Linked DNA regions of Zea mays: region 2 is linked to region 1. Evidence: chromatin contacts called from public Hi-C data. All regions are on one chromosome and are shown on one strand. The core of a region is the stretch at or near the end of the contact, and the rest is flanking DNA. Distances in the headings are between cores, read along the strand shown. Region 1 overlaps LOC118471883 (protein SUPPRESSOR OF QUENCHING 1, chloroplastic-like). Region 2 has its middle 45 kb from the start of LOC100274900.

What was found. A called contact is a pair of places that touch in the nucleus more often than the background predicts.
Region 2: a Hi-C map of tassel shows a contact between it and region 1, with 2.6 times the contacts expected there. The contact joins two enhancer-like sites. A contact is called at or near these places in 4 of 25 Hi-C or Micro-C datasets (ear, leaf, root tip and 1 more).

What each region holds. Positions count from the first base shown.
Region 1 is chr1:50,617,731-50,622,191 of Zm-B73-REFERENCE-NAM-5.0, reverse strand. It overlaps LOC118471883 (protein SUPPRESSOR OF QUENCHING 1, chloroplastic-like), which reads right to left. Exons shown (of 28, transcript NM_001395056.1): 27 at 4,312-4,461; 28 at 3,420-3,777. The coding sequence ends at 3,601. Among protein-coding and RNA genes, the nearest start is that of LOC118473617, 35 kb to the right of the region's middle. Within about 2 kb of position 1,636, at least 9 of the 20 cell types and tissues checked have an H3K27ac peak or open chromatin away from gene starts, as enhancers often do. A contact at or near this core is called in ear, root tip and tassel, where this site is marked.
Region 2 is chr1:50,862,700-50,867,587 of Zm-B73-REFERENCE-NAM-5.0, reverse strand. No RefSeq gene overlaps it. Among protein-coding and RNA genes, the nearest start is that of LOC100274900, 45 kb to the right of the region's middle. Within about 2 kb of position 3,022, at least 18 of the 20 cell types and tissues checked have an H3K27ac peak or open chromatin away from gene starts, as enhancers often do. A contact at or near this core is called in ear, root tip and tassel, where this site is marked.

The DNA.
Region 1 (4,461 bases), core at 387-2,886:
TGCGAGGGCCTTGCCCTTTTTCTCGGCTAGCAGCGCTGCCTTCACTGCTTCGTCGACGGATGGGGCTGCCTTCGAACTAGCTCTCTTGGATGCCATCGCGGGTGGTTTGTTCATAGCACGAACAGTGGGCGCGAAATGTTGGAACTTGCTCTCGGGGTCAAGTTAATCTAACGGGTGGGTGGTGAGAGTGTATGCAAAGTTCGGTGATGAAAGGCAATAGTTCTGTTAATCTGGCCTCTCAAGGGCACTGTATGGGGGTATTTATAGGTACTCGAGTGCCCAACGTTCCAAGGTAAGGACGTTTATGCCCTCGAGCACCTGGACTATCCCTAGAACATTCCCATTAGGAGGGATTACAGACCGTCATTATAGAAAAGCTATTACAAATCAGATCTGTAACACGCTTGTCCGTGCGTGGCCTGTTACAGTGGGCTGAATCCCACGTGGGCCTCCAGGCCAGGTGAGGACGTGGGACGGCTAGACTTTGCCGTAGTCTGGCCTTCGTCTTGCAATGAAGGTGACGAAGGGTGGGCCGTGCCGGTCATCTTGTCTTCGTTGGTGTAGTGAGGTGACGAAGTTCTGGAGCGAAGGGTAGCGTCTTCGCCTTCGCTCCAACAATACCTTTGCCTTTAATTGATCCACAACCAATGCTTATAAATCTCCAAGATTTTCTGTTCTCTGTGGTCCAACCTACATTCTTATTTCTCTAAGAACTGTTAGTCCACAAATAGTTGTCATTAATTACCAAAACATCACTAAGGGGCCTAGATGATTCATAACTACCTTACCCGAAAAAGGCAAGGGCGATATGAGGAGCTGCCAGTATAGGAAGGTTCTCAGGTCGATCATGCTGCGATGGTTTTTTGGACGAGGGATTCCTATATCGCCCCTTTTCAAGAAACCATAGCGGGGTTTTCAAGCTAGTTGAACTTTATAAATGCTTTGTAGTGCTACCTCGCCTCGTCTCCTCGGTAGAGATGAATGGGGTTTCTAGACCCCTTGGTAAATGGGTAATACGACTTGTGGGTAAAGATGCACAAACTCTGCAGAATGTAAAACTTATACTTAGTAATTGCTCATAAAATTTTGACCAACAAAATTAAAAACGATGCTCAGCCTTAACCATTTTTTGGTAAGCCTTACACTTGAGCCCCCACTAGAAGTGAGTCAAACACAATTTTACAATACTTGCTGAGCGATGACCATATAAGAGCTCACACTTGCTATAATCACATCAACTTAAGAACAGATAGCGCAAGATAAGGAGCATGAAGGATGCTACGATGAGTTCGAAGAGGTATAGTCCGTCATCTTCCAGTCAACTATGGTTGTGAATGATCGTTGTCGCTATATGATGTAATTTATTTAGTTATTTTGTACAGAACTTCTATTATGTAATAAAGATGTGACATTAATTTCTGTACCATGAGTGATCATATATGTGAGACTTAATACTAACACACATTTGAGCCAGATTTACCCTGGTATGACATAAACCCAAGGCTGAGCTGGTTGCAGTTGCACTTGCAGGGCACGACACTGCCTACTTTCAAGGTTCAGCCTCTGTCTTGGCTCCGCAAGGCCACGCCGGCCACATCAGATGCCATCGAGCCATGTTGATGAACAGGTTTCACTGAACAGGACTGTTCCTGACAAAAATGTGGCAGGGCCCAACAGGCCCTGGCCAGTGGCCACCGGCTCCCACTGGCGCTTGGTGCATGGACGTATCGATCGAGCATGCTCATTAGTCCAAGAGAGGGTCGTCTTGTGCTGGTCATACAAAAGATGGCGTGTCAGCTGATTACTATGCAGTCCAAGCTACACTTCATCATAGAAAACAAGGTTGATAGGGTTACCAACAACCAAGCTAATGGAAGGCATGGTCCAGAAACAGCCTGTGTAGTGTAGAGACAGCTACTGCATCCGTCCTATCTATTTTTAGTCAAACTATTTATTTTTAGTTAAAAACTATCTAAAGTTTAACCGAATATCTATAGAATAGAGTATTTACAATGTAGAATAGAGTATTTAGTACGCAAAATAGGTAAACAAAATATGTTCCATAACGAACCTAGTGTTGGTATCATAGGTATTAACATTTTTTCTACAAATTTAGTTAAACTTAAATCTGGTTTGACTCAGCACTATACTAAAATTGCACCTTTTTAGGGGCTGTTCTGTTCCCATCTCCTAAACTCCAGTCACTTATATTCAATAAACTGGCAATTGGTATGACTAAAGGAGGGCTCCTAAATAGAAATTCGAGGAATTCAAGGGACTAGAGTTTAGACAAGTGACTAAAGTAACCAAACAACCCCCTTACTGATGAAGTACAGAGCCGTTATTCAGTCCCAACAGCTATATGCTGCTACATTTTTATGTTTTTCCAGACAGCGAAAATGCTGCTCGTGCATAAACATGATGACCCGAAACAGGGGCCTGCTTTGCACATGGAGAAGTGAGGTCCATGCCACTGCTCAAACACATGACAGGTATGGCCTAATCCATGGGTTCTAAGGGTGGAATAGCATAAACAATCAGATCATTGGTCTAGTCATGACTCATGAGTCCCACTGGAATTGTCAGACTAATTCACTGGATTCCAACCCGGACAAAACCTATCACCTTAGGCCTTGTTCGTTTCTGTCAGATTGGTGGGTCGGAACGATTCCTAACCGAATTGCTTCTCTAATTTATATAAACTTTGATTAGGTAAAACGATTCTGGGTACAATCCGACACAAACAAACAAGGCCTTAATCCTTTGAAAGATGGTAGGAGGATATTGCGGGAAAAAAAACACAGGTGTCGACGGTACAACATGAGTACATGACACAACAGGTCAAAGAAACGTGCCAGCTGCCTTCCGAAACTCAAGGTTGGAATCGCAAAAAGAACTGGGCAACACCGAAACGAAATCATGGATCCCGTGCTTTCCACCTGTCCCAAACGCGATGTTGCGGCCACGGACCATCATGGATCGCTAATTGTATAGTGCCATCAATCATGAATCAGCAACAGAAACCATCACCAATTCAGGGAGCTACCACTAGTGTTGGTTGTAAAAGGATGCCAGCTAATCTTGCTCTTGTGTCTCCAGACATACACATTTTCTTGCGCCATTCAGAGATATTCAAATAACCATAATGCACGGCTACCATGACAAAACTGAATTCTTCATAGCACATGCCTGCACTCATCATTTTTGTTTTATTATTTGGACAGGGAGCATGTGCAAGACCATGATTTGAAAAGGTTATACTGTCAAGAGATTTTGTGCTGCAGATAGGCAAGCAGGCAGTGTTTTGCAAAGCACCACAACTCTTTGTTTGGAATAAAATTGTTCGATTCATCAATCATTAGGGTTAACAGGGTTCCAACAAATGGACTCCATACGGTGTTCCAAGCAACCAATGAACTGACAATAAACTACTCCATTAATACTGTTGTGCTGAGGGGAGACAATGAAGCTGGGTTACAAGCAACATGTCGCTATACAACATACAGGAGAAGTCAATCTTGAAACACTTGCCATTGTGGGCCTGGGGCCAAATTGACAATCAATACAATGATGCAAGTAAAAAAATCACCGTGAGTCTGACTACACCTTGGCATTCTTTCTAGCAGCCAGTAGTTGTGTGCTACCTGAATTATCTCTTGGCGAAACAGTATAGGATAGCGTAATTTGTGCTGGGTTCGGTTCCGCCTCTTCACGGAATTTGACATCAAAAGCAATCGATTGGTAGAGACAAACTTCATCTTCTTTACAGTAGTAAACCTACAAGATAGAATAGAACATACTCATTCATAATCTGATAATCCTAAGGGAAAAGATTTCCTTTAGTTGATTTTTATCTATTTGTGCAACCAGTAAATCTTTGATAAGAAAATATATCAGCAACACAGTACTTTGTTAACTAAGAAACAACAAATGGCACACATAGCATATCGTACAGCAGAGCCTCGTGCATCCTAACTCCAGCAGGGAATGCACACAAATTTATGGCGACCATATGAATAGGATGGTCTTTATTGACTATTTTCCTAGCAGGGAACTTGTACCAGCTATAATACAACTTGACTCCTGTTTACACATATCATCCTACCTTGAGGCAGTTTTTACCACTGCCGCCATCAAATGGCACCAATTAATTACAACACTATTTCTGTATTTATTAAGATGCTTTCCCATTCCTTTCTAGGATTGACTTGGTCACTTGTCACATCTTGATTCATGTGGCAAGAGATAAAGTAAGGTAGTGCGAATAATCTAACAAATTAATAAATGACATTGCTGATTCCATGTCACTACCTTGCAGTTTATCCTTCCCATTGACAAGGATGATGATATCCTTCTGAACTTCAGTGATGCCAGCCCTTCCGAGTTTAGAAAACCGTTCGCTGGTTCAATCTCAACTGCATTAGGCGGCTCTGTTTCCACATCAAATTTACTGCGGGCTTC
Region 2 (4,888 bases), core at 1,773-4,272, 240 kb before region 1:
ACCCTTTCGTATTTCCTGCTCTAAGGTAGGCTCCACTTCTATGGTAATTCCTTCAGTACGAGCAACTATTCCCAGATTCAGCTTCTCAAAATCTTCTGCTAACTCATCGGATAACTGGGTGACAATAGCTGCATGGACATGCTTCTTCCGACTCAAGGTATCCGCAACCAGATTCGCCTTGCCCAGATCATAGTGAATTGCCAAGTCATAGTCCTTGATGAGCTCCAACCAGCGGCGTTGCCTAAGGTTGATATCCTTCTGAGTGAAGATGTATTTTAGACTCTTGTGATCGGTGTAGACTTGGCATTTGGTTCCCATAATATAGTGTCTTCAAATCTTGAGTGCATGCACCACGACTAACAGTTATAAGTCATGAGTGGGTAGTTCAACTCATGTTTCCCTTAGTCTTGTGTTCTCATCGTGTAAAGTGATATTATAGTAATAAATATGATTAATGCTTTAAATCTCTCGATGAGTAACGCTATCTTCGGATATAACTATTTGTAAAGTATAAAGCTATTTGTTGATATATATACAATTTAGCTGGTATTAACCGCTATAGTCTAATTTAACTCGCTACTAGCTATTTAAGAAGATAGAAGAAAGACGGCTAAATGTTTTTCATGTGGGCCCCCAGTCCACATGAACATTGGCGAAGCTACCCACCAAGGACGACTCTTCTGGTGACTGACTGACTTACTGAGTGAGTGATCCTCACACACAACTGGTTTATCGTGCTCGGCGCCGGAGGCCCAGAACGCATCAATCTCGGCACTGCCCCAGCTGAAAGTGACAAGGAATCTAAAGTGAAACAGAGTACTAAAGTACTAAACCGTGTCCTCTCCGATGTCGACACCTCCACGCACGCTGCGTCGAGTGGGTGCTCCTGGCCTGGGCATTGGTCCAAGAAATCCGTGGATGTGCACGGGACTACACTACATACACGTCGACAGGATCAGGAATCAGGATGCAGGAGCATGCATGGCCTCCAGGCTCCAGCGTCCAGCCACATAACGTGTGTGTCGTCTGTCTCGATCACCGATAGATCAACTCGATGGAGTCAGTGCGTGCGGGCGTGTGGGGGGATGGCCTCTCTTTTGTGCGGGCGTACGTGGCCGGCCGGCCGGCCAGCTAGGTATCTATCAATCGGCAATCGCCATCGGCGAGCTCACGCACGCCATTGCAAAGTGACAGCCCTCGCGTGCGCGCGGCGCAGGCAGGGCAACTTTCTCATGTGTAAAGCCACTGTTCGGGAAAGGGAACCTGCTCCTCTCTCTCGGTGTTTGTGTGGTGTCCGCCTCCGACTAGGAGAACAGAGCGAGCGGGCCTCTCGTCAGACATACTGTCTGGTCCGTCTGTTGCTGGCGCCTGCCGGGCTTGAACATATGTCGCTTTGAGCTGATCGGGAGACTGCCGGATCGCGACCTGGATGCTTCCTGGTTTTATTGCCTTCGTCCTAGTGCTGGGTTTCTACATTGCTGTACTCTATTAGCATGAGTCTCTCTAAAATATTCTTCTTTACGGGGTCATTATAGTGACAAAAAGTACAGTTTAATTAGATATACTACGGAACCTACCCGAGAGAAGACGCTTACAAATGGGCTCAAATGGCGACAGACCGCAGCTTGGGTCCCACCGTTGAGCGGCGTGGTCTTCGCCCGTAACGAGCGCCCTTCGCTCTGCAAAGTCGAGCCTTCAATCTCGCCAAAAATATCGTCGTGCAGAACTGTCCGAGATGATAGGGACGCCCCTCTTTTAAACAGTGCAGCCCTTCGCTCGACACCTCCTGCAGCTCTAGTCGGAGACCTCGATACTGATACTGGTCAGAGTATCCTTCTCTTCATATACACGCGACAAAACCTTGTTTGATTGATGTTAAAGGTCTTAGCGAGGGGACGGTTGGCCTTCCCTCCAACAGCAGACATGCGGAACTGTGGCGTGAGCAGTGTACATTTCGGTCGCAAACAAACTTGTATGTAATTGGGCTTCTTGTCCGGTTATGTTCTGCTACCTAGGGGCTAGGCCCTAGGATGCGAGCCCGACACAGCTTGCTAATGCTAGCACGCAGTTCCGATGAGCGATGAGGATTCCTCCCAGTCCCGATGGCATGCCAGCAGCAAAGTCCAGCACGTCCAAAAAAATTGTATTTTATTTTGTAAAAGAAAACGTTTGCACCTGTAATGAGACAAATGCTATATTCGGACCCCTAAGAGTTTGACGTCTTAGCCTATGGCGTCAAGGTTATATGACTTGGTGTCATTGGTCATGGCTCCAAGTTGTTGTCTCATATGTTGTGGACGACACCCACTATGTTCTTAACATAACGGTAGCTTAGGGTTTTAGCCTGTGATATTGAGGTTGGCGCCATAGATATTGGCGCTGAGATCCTATCCCAATAGATACGATGTCTCCTTCCTCTCACCGGATCTCTCTCGCTACACTCACCCCGCGCCATGTGGTCGGCGGCTATGCCCTCGCCCAGTTGGCAATAAATATTGAGGAATGGAAAAAAAAAGATACCTTGCTCTCAAAGATCTAAGGATTGAATCTAGACTTCTAAGTTCGAATCAATATGTTGGAGAAAGGTGGAAGGATTGGGGAGAGTGAGAGACATGAGAAACAAAATAGATCTGTGCGAGTCACGGAACCGGCGGAGGCCAAAACACGATGACATTTCACATCATTTATAGAGTAATAACCCGACGGCATTATCTATAACACTGAGTCGTGTAACCTCGGTGTCAAGGCCATGGTACCAACCTCTAGTGTGTGATAATGGTACAAAAAAATAAAAAATATATATAAAAAGAATTCGGCCAACAGGTCCGACGATCACGACAAAGGAGCAGCTACCGCCGTACGCTTTCAGCGCGACGCCGGGCGGGCGCGGGCCCCAACAAAAGCGCGCTCCCAATACCGGATCGTGGAGCTAGCGTCAGCCGCAACGTACACGCATGTGCCGACGCCGTGCAAAGTCGCGCAGGCGCAGGCGCAGCCTATGGACAGCACTGCCTCTCGCTCCGATCCGTTCATTATTGGTGGTCCATGCAGGCAGCAGGCAGAGTCCCGTCCCGCGCGCGCACGAGACTCCACGGCTGAAGAAACCGAAAGCCGACGGATCCATCCGACGACGGGGCTCGCCCGCCTACCCGGGCCGGCGGCCGGTAGACAGGCCACATGCGCAAGCTGCTTGCTGCCACCGTGGGCTTCAGCGCTGGCCGCTGCTCTGCCTGCCTCCCTCGCTCGGCTGTGGGCGGCTCGCGCGGGGCTCCGCGCGCGGCAGGCGGCAGCATGCATGAGGGCACGCACGGCCACCGCCGGGCGGGTACGCCACATGCATGCGCGCGCGTCAGGGGCTAGCTCAAGGGCCAGGCACGGGTAGGGAAGGGAAGGGGCCGGAGTACTGCCGGAGCAGCCGGCCGGCATCGCGCGTGCATGCGCAGGGCGGCAGGGGAGCTGGATCGATGCGCTCGCCCGTGGTACGTCTCGTGGGCGCGCCGGCCCGTTCAAGTTCACCACGCAATCTCATCATGCAATGATGCGAGCGAAGCTAGCGTAACGTGCGCCTGGCGAAACCGCTTAATTAATCTGGCAGGGGCATGGGGGCCGGGGTCGGCTGTGGCTCAGCTAGCGTGCATGTTGCGCGCCATGTGATGTACGAAGCGGACGCAGAGCGAAGACATGGGAAGGGGGTAAATGTATAATAACGTTGGTCTAGTCGTCGTCGTGCGTGGCCATCTCGGCCGCCGGTTCCAATGAACAATCTAAATAAATAGCTCCATAGCGAGACCATTCGCTTTGCCACTTTGGTACGCTCGCCGAATCGGACTGCTTGCTAGCTAGCCCCTCATGTGTCCGCCCCGCCCCGCCCCGCCCCCATCATGTGCCTGCCAGCTGCTCTCCTCGCCTCGTCGTCCCGTCCGCGAGAGTGATGGACGGACATACGCGCGGTACACTTTTGACGCCAGTTGTAAGCTCACCGCTGTGATATGTCATATGTGTGTGTTTGTGTATATATCGAGCGAATGCCATGCCAACCTTATCGGATGGTGGTGGTTGGTGTCCGTATGATGCACGGTGTGGCATTCGATCAGAGATGGGCACTGTGCGTGTGTACAGCTAGTATAGCCCGCCTAGCCGTAGTATGGGCACTGTGCAACCGAACCGCGCTTGTAGCAGGGTGATTGATGAGCAACCGGACAACGTACCGGCACAAGGTCAGAGTGTCATTTCTCGAGTGGTCTAGGAAACCACGCCGCTGCATGCATCTGACGGTGACGCTGATGCAATTCGATCTTGTGACCTGCCGTGCCCCCTCCCTCCCACCACCCCGAAACACTAGGCAGAGATCCACAGGCAGATGGATTGGATTTGGATCTCATCTAGTAGTAGCATGCAGACGTGCAGTGGCTTTGACTCGATCAGGCCAGCTCCAGCTCCAGCTCCAAGGCTCGTACTAGCTACCGCGGACGGCCGGCCACTGTCAGGCAGGCAGGCCAGTCCCCGCGCGCCGGCAAGGTTGCGTGGCTCCTCTAGTCCTCTCCTCGCATGTCTGATCCCCACCCACCTCGCGCCCGTCCCCGTCCCCTCGTCAGCAGCTCCAGGCCGCACGCACATGCATGCAGGCTGCACTGGAGAGGAGCTCTCCTTTTCCACGGAACCGTCCGTGTTGCACTGGGACCTCACCTCGCTCGTCGTCTACTCATCTCATCAGGCTCTCTCGTCTCTTTTTTTTTAAGTGGAGGCATTGTTTACGCTGGCCAGTACGAACGTGCTGGCAGCAGTGGCGGCGGCGGCGGCGGTGTAGTTCCCCAGTTTGTTGTACACACGTGGCACTGCCAACTCCACAAACGTCTCTCACTATAAACAACGCTATAATGCCCTGTCC